2 separate regions of the Cricetulus griseus genome follow, and region 2 is linked to region 1. Evidence: chromatin contacts called from public Hi-C data. All regions are on one chromosome and are shown on one strand. The core of a region is the stretch at or near the end of the contact, and the rest is flanking DNA. Distances in the headings are between cores, read along the strand shown. Region 1 has its middle 29 kb from the start of Copz2. Region 2 overlaps Sp2 (transcription factor Sp2).

The links. Hi-C and Micro-C count contacts between places; a contact is called where the count stands out from the background.
Region 2: a Hi-C map of the CHK-Q cell line shows a contact between it and region 1, with 4 times the contacts expected there. The contact joins two enhancer-like sites. A contact is called at or near these places in 3 of 8 Hi-C or Micro-C datasets (the CHK-Q cell line and the CHO-K1 cell line).

What each region holds. Positions count from the first base shown.
Region 1 is chr7:110,030,837-110,033,536 of CriGri-PICRH-1.0, forward strand. No RefSeq gene overlaps it. Among named protein-coding and RNA genes, the nearest start is that of Copz2, 29 kb to the left of the region's middle. Within about 2 kb of position 1,330, at least 1 of the 6 cell types and tissues checked has open chromatin away from gene starts, as enhancers often do.
Region 2 is chr7:110,120,937-110,123,636 of CriGri-PICRH-1.0, forward strand. The region is part of intron 1 of Sp2 (transcription factor Sp2); the gene reads right to left. The region is part of intron 5 of LOC103160422 (a long non-coding RNA gene); the gene reads left to right. Among named protein-coding and RNA genes, the nearest start is that of Sp2, 7.8 kb to the right of the region's middle. Within about 2 kb of position 1,260, at least 3 of the 6 cell types and tissues checked have open chromatin away from gene starts, as enhancers often do.

The DNA.
Region 1 (2,700 bases), core at 80-2,579:
CTGGATGTCTAAGCCTTTGTTTTCTTGTCAATAAAATGGGCATTGTGATAGCTTTTTGTTCCTTGGGTGGTCGAAGGGTGTGTGAATCATTCATTCCATATGAAACCAATAGCAAGCACCCTGAGATCCTCCTGTTTCAGCCTCAGGAATTCTTGGATGCCAGAGATGTATGGCCACACCCAATTATGACCTCTGAAGGGTTTTTAGTCCCTTCCTTTCTTCGCCCCCTCATTCACTTCCATACGGTTTCATGTACCCTAGGCTGACATAAAATTTTCTATGTAGTGAGGATAACCTTGAACTCCTGATTCTATTTGTCTCTATTTTCAAAGTACTGGGGTTATATGTGTATGCTGCCATAGCAATCTCCAAGTTCCACTGTAAAAAAAGAACAAAAAAAGAGGAAGTACTTATAAAACTACAAATTGGGCCCATGAGATGGCTCAGTGGGTAAAGGTGCTTGCCACTAAGTCTTAAGATCTTAGTTTGAAAGCAGGAAGTAGTGGTGTCTGACTTTAATCCCAGCACTAGGGAGGTAGAGGCAGGTGGATCTCTGAGTCTGAGGCCAGCCTGGTCTACACACAGAGTTCCAGGACAGCCAGGACTACATAGAGAAACCTTGTCTCAAACAAACAAACAAAACCCTGAGTTTCATCTCGAGATCCCATATGGTAGGTTGAGAAAACTGCCTCAAGTTGTGCTCTAACCTACACACAAGTCCATGGCTTTTGTGCCCTATCCATGAATAAATAGTCACAAATCTTCTATTATTTCTTCTTTTTAGTTTTTCAAGATGGGGTTTCTCAGTGTAATAACCCTGGCTGTCCTGGAACTTGCTCTGTAGACTACTCTGGCCTTGAACTCACAGAGATCCGCCTGCCTCAGCCTCCTGAGTGCTAGGATTAAATGCATACACCACCACCACCTGGCTGTTTTTTTTTTTTTTTATACCTTTCCTTTCCTTTCTTTTTCTTTTTCCTTTTAAGACAGGGTCTCTCTCTGTAGCCCTGGCTGTCCTAGAACCCTCCACTCCCAGGCTGGCCTCAAAATTACAGACATTTACCTGCTTCTGCATCTCTAGTGCTGGGATTAAAGGTGGGCACCACTATGCACAGCTCATTTTCCTTTTCCCTCTTTTTTCCAGGGGAAGATTAATCTAGCTGTATTACGGTGGTATATAGAATAATACACTTATGAGGGAGAGAATGGAGATCAGGAATGAGCAAAGGAAGACATGAGAAAATCAAGACTGACTACAAAAACAGGGCAAAGTACGGTGACAGAAGGGACGTTAGGGAGAGAGGGAAAAGGCACTGAGCCCTAAGACTTTGGACTTGAGTGATGGGAAAGAAAGCCAAAGAAACAGTGTTCAGTCAACCTTCCTCTGCTCTGGCTGGAGCCCAGGCTGCCTTAGTTCAGCTGATCACTGCATGAGCTTATCATGGCTTCATATTTCCTGCAGTCCATTATGATAGGAAGTCAATGGTACCTGTCTTCCATCAGTCTGATGCGTGTTTTGAGATGTTGGGAATTGATCACCTTGTATATCTTCCTTTGTCCACCTGCCTCCCCATGACTGATCTTAGAGGTTAAGGGTTCGTCTCCGGGCGAATATAAATAGCCCTTTTGAGGGGTTTAAGGCTGAGCTCCACTGGCCTAACACTTTAACAAATGAGCCAAGAAGAATGTGGCCATCACATAGGTCCTGTCCGCCGGGACCTGGAACTCTAAGATGGTGTGCAGTTTGACTATCAAGTAATGAGGCAAATTTATAAGCAAATACCCTAGGAGCCATTTCTCTCTTGGAGGATATTCCTTCCAAAGAACCTCCCCAGGAGGCTGCACTTGTTCCAAATGCTTCCATGGCTGAAAACATGTGGTCAGGTTCTGGGAGAACTATCTTCCGTTGTGGCACATTTGGTTGGCTCCCTCAGAGGCTCTAGATCTGCATCTTTGGGAAGTGGGATGATTTATTGCTAACATCTTTCAAAAATGAGGTTTCCAGGTTGCTTTTAACAATGGCAGAATGTTGAAATGAAATTATAGCTGGGCACAGTGGTGCCTGTAGGAGGCTGAGGTTGGGTAGGAGTGCCTGAGAAATTCAGGCCAGCCTGAGAAATGGGGCAAGACTTTGTCAAACAGAAAAACACAAACCAGACTCACGGTGTTTCCTTTTCTCTCTCATGCCTTTCCCTCTCTTCCTTCCCCTCTATTCCATACTCTCTCTTCCTCTCCCTCCTCCTCCTCCTCCTCCTTTTTGAGACAGGGTCTCACTGTGTAGCCTTGGCTGTCCTGGAGCTCTCTATGTAGACCAGGCTGGCCTTGAACTTACAGAGATCCACCTGCCTCTGCCTCCTCCTGAACACTGCAATTAAGGCATTCACCACTACACCCAGCTTCTCTCTCTCTCTCTTTTTTTTTTCTTGAGATAAAGTCTCACACTGCAGACCAGGCTAGCCTCAAACTTGTGATGGTCCTCCTCTGTCTCCCAGCAGCTGGCACTACAGGCTCATTGGGATTACAGGTGTGAGTCATCACCACAGCTGGCTATAAATGCTGTGTGAAATGATTCTTTCCAAACAGTTCTCTCAGGAGCCACTGTGCTCTTTAACCATCCTGCAGGGTTAGATGAAGACAGGGAAAACATGCCCATCACATGTATGGTTGACACAGAACTGGGAGAGTTAGCACACCTGATGA
Region 2 (2,700 bases), core at 10-2,509, 90 kb after region 1:
TGCCTTTAGACGGAGGAGCTTATCTCTGCTGCCCTTCCCTTGCTTAGGGCTTTGCTGTTGATTCAAGCAAATGCTTATTCCTTTAGGCCAGCTTTTTTTCATTTTCCTCCCTAGCAAAAATTGTTGACAGCCATTTTGTGACTGGTATATCATGTCCTTGGGGTCCTTTCTGGCCTGAGATGAAGTCAGGTCCTTTGCTAGCATTAGCACCCACTTCAGTGACTGTGGGCGGAAGGTATGGCAACAAGGACCTGCTCTTTAGACTCCAGACCTGGTTCCCAGTACAGGGACAGCTGCAGGGGAGAGGGTAAGAATACAGGAATCTCTGGAATGTAGCTTCTTCCTGGTAGTTCCGATCACAGCAGAACCCTGAGCATCGCCCTCCTGGTGGATAACTAGGTCCTCATGACTCCTTTCACCCATAGAAGTCTCCTTTCTACTCTCCAGTCCCATGGCCTTTGCTTAAATCACCCTCACTCAGCCCGAACTCCTACCCACAGCCTCCAGGGCAGCTTCCAGCCTCTGGCCCCCTCCCTTTATCCAGCCAGGACACATATGGAAGACTACCTTTGTAAACCCAGAATCCTATCCATCCACTCCTGGGGCAACAGCCTCCCATAGTTTCCAAAAGCTCTTTTGATAAAGTTTAGAGGAACCAAGCAACAGGCCTCCTCCCTGTCCTTCCCCCCTCTCTCCCATTCTTTCTCTTCCTGGGAGCCTGAAGCCCGAGCTCTCCCTTTGGCCATTTATAATCTCTAGGGGCTGTTTCTCACTTACTCTCTAGAAGCAGATGACCTTGCTGGGTGCCAGTGTACACTCCCTGGAGCACCCTTGGCAACGCAGGCCTCACCACAGGGTAGGGAACGTGGCTCTATCCCGGGGACAGGGGGGTGTCTGTCTTTCTCTGGCTGACTGGCTTGGGAAAACATGATCTAACAGGAAGGACCCTAGAACCCTGGTTATCAATCAGGCTGTCCCAGGCTAGAAGAGGGCTCAAAGTCCACACCCAGACCCTAGGCTATTGGTTTGGTTTGGTTTTAAACCTTCACAGCTATGGCTTACTTGGCCCTCCACTATGGCATTTCCCCAGCAGGAATTTCACTGTGTGCAAACAGTCCTTCTGGTGGCTATTTTGGTCAGTCTGACTGGGCCAGAAGCCAGTAAGGCAGTTTCTAAGGACAGGCTTTCCCAGTTGCCTAGCCTAGAAGAATTCAGAGCGGGTGAGGAAAAAGCAAGCCATGGCTGGTTTTAAAGAACAAAACGACCTCCAGGGAAACTGGCAAATCAGCCTGGATGAAGGGTGGAGGGAGCAAGCTGGGCTGTGACAGACTCCAGACTGCCCGGACAACTGAACACCCAGCAACCACAACACAGGAAGATGACGTTCACGCCTTTCGTTGCAGAACAACTCTGGGAAGAGGCTGCTAATGCCACAGGCCAAATGGAGAGAACAGAGGTCTTCTCCATCCTCACTGTGACTCCAGCTGAGCCATGACCCTGAGATGTACACACAACTTTATCAAGAAGTTACACTTCCTTTCTGAGCTGTGATTCCTAACCTCTCCTCTCAGACAAAACCCCTCAGTCACCTTGTGCAGACAGTTCCTTAATTCTATGGTTCAACTTAACACTTTTTTTTCACATTTTAATCATATATTATTTGTATATACATGTGTATACACTGGCATATTGCTATACACATGCCATGGCTAACATGTGGAGGTCAGAGGACATCTTGTGGGAGGTGGTTCTCTCTCTCCATCATGTGGGTCCTGGGGATTGAACTCGGGTTGTCAGACTAACCTTGACAAGACAGGCACTGGGCTAACACCTCCAAGCACTGAGCTAACTAACCTGCAGGCCTTCAACTTAACTTCTCAACCTTATATAGTACATGAAAACATACTCATGATTATGTTTCCTACTTTTAGTACAGTATTCAATAAGTTACATAATAGCCAACATTTTATAAAAATGCTTTGTGGTAAACAATTTTGTTCAGCTCTCACCAAACTAAGAGGTCTTTGTTTTTTGAGAGAGGTTATACTGATGTAGTTCAGGATGGCCTCATATACACTAAGGAGCCAAGGATGACCTTGAACCCCTGACCCTTCTGGAGTGCTGTGAATACAGATGTGTATCTCTACACCTAGTTTTCTTTTATTTCCTTCTTTTTTGTTGTTTTCAAGACAGGATGTCTGTGTGTAGCCTTAGCTATCCTGAAACTTGCTCTGTAGACCAGGCTGGCCTCAAACTCAGAGATCCACCTGCCTCTGCCTCCCAAGTGTTGGGATAAAAGCCTGTGCCACCACTGCCCGGCTGCACGCCTGGTTTTCAAACCCAGGGCTTCATTCATGCTAGGCAAGCATTCTTCCAATGGAACTACACCCCTCACTATATTTGGAAGGCTGGGTATATTAAAGTGCATGTTTGACTTCCAATTTACCCAACAAACAGCCTCATACTAAGCCAAGGAGGGTCTGTACTTGCTGTTCCTAATTACTTCCAATAGTCATTCTTAAACTTGGCTCAACCAGGTTGTATTGCCCCATTCATGCTACCAAAATTGCTAATGCTCCCAGACCTCATGTTACCAAATCTAACTGCTAACTCCAACACCTGAGCCCTCATCTTTTGGGATCTGACAGCTAACCGTTCTTGCTCCTGGAAACACTCTTTGATGGATTCTCTTTGAAAGCC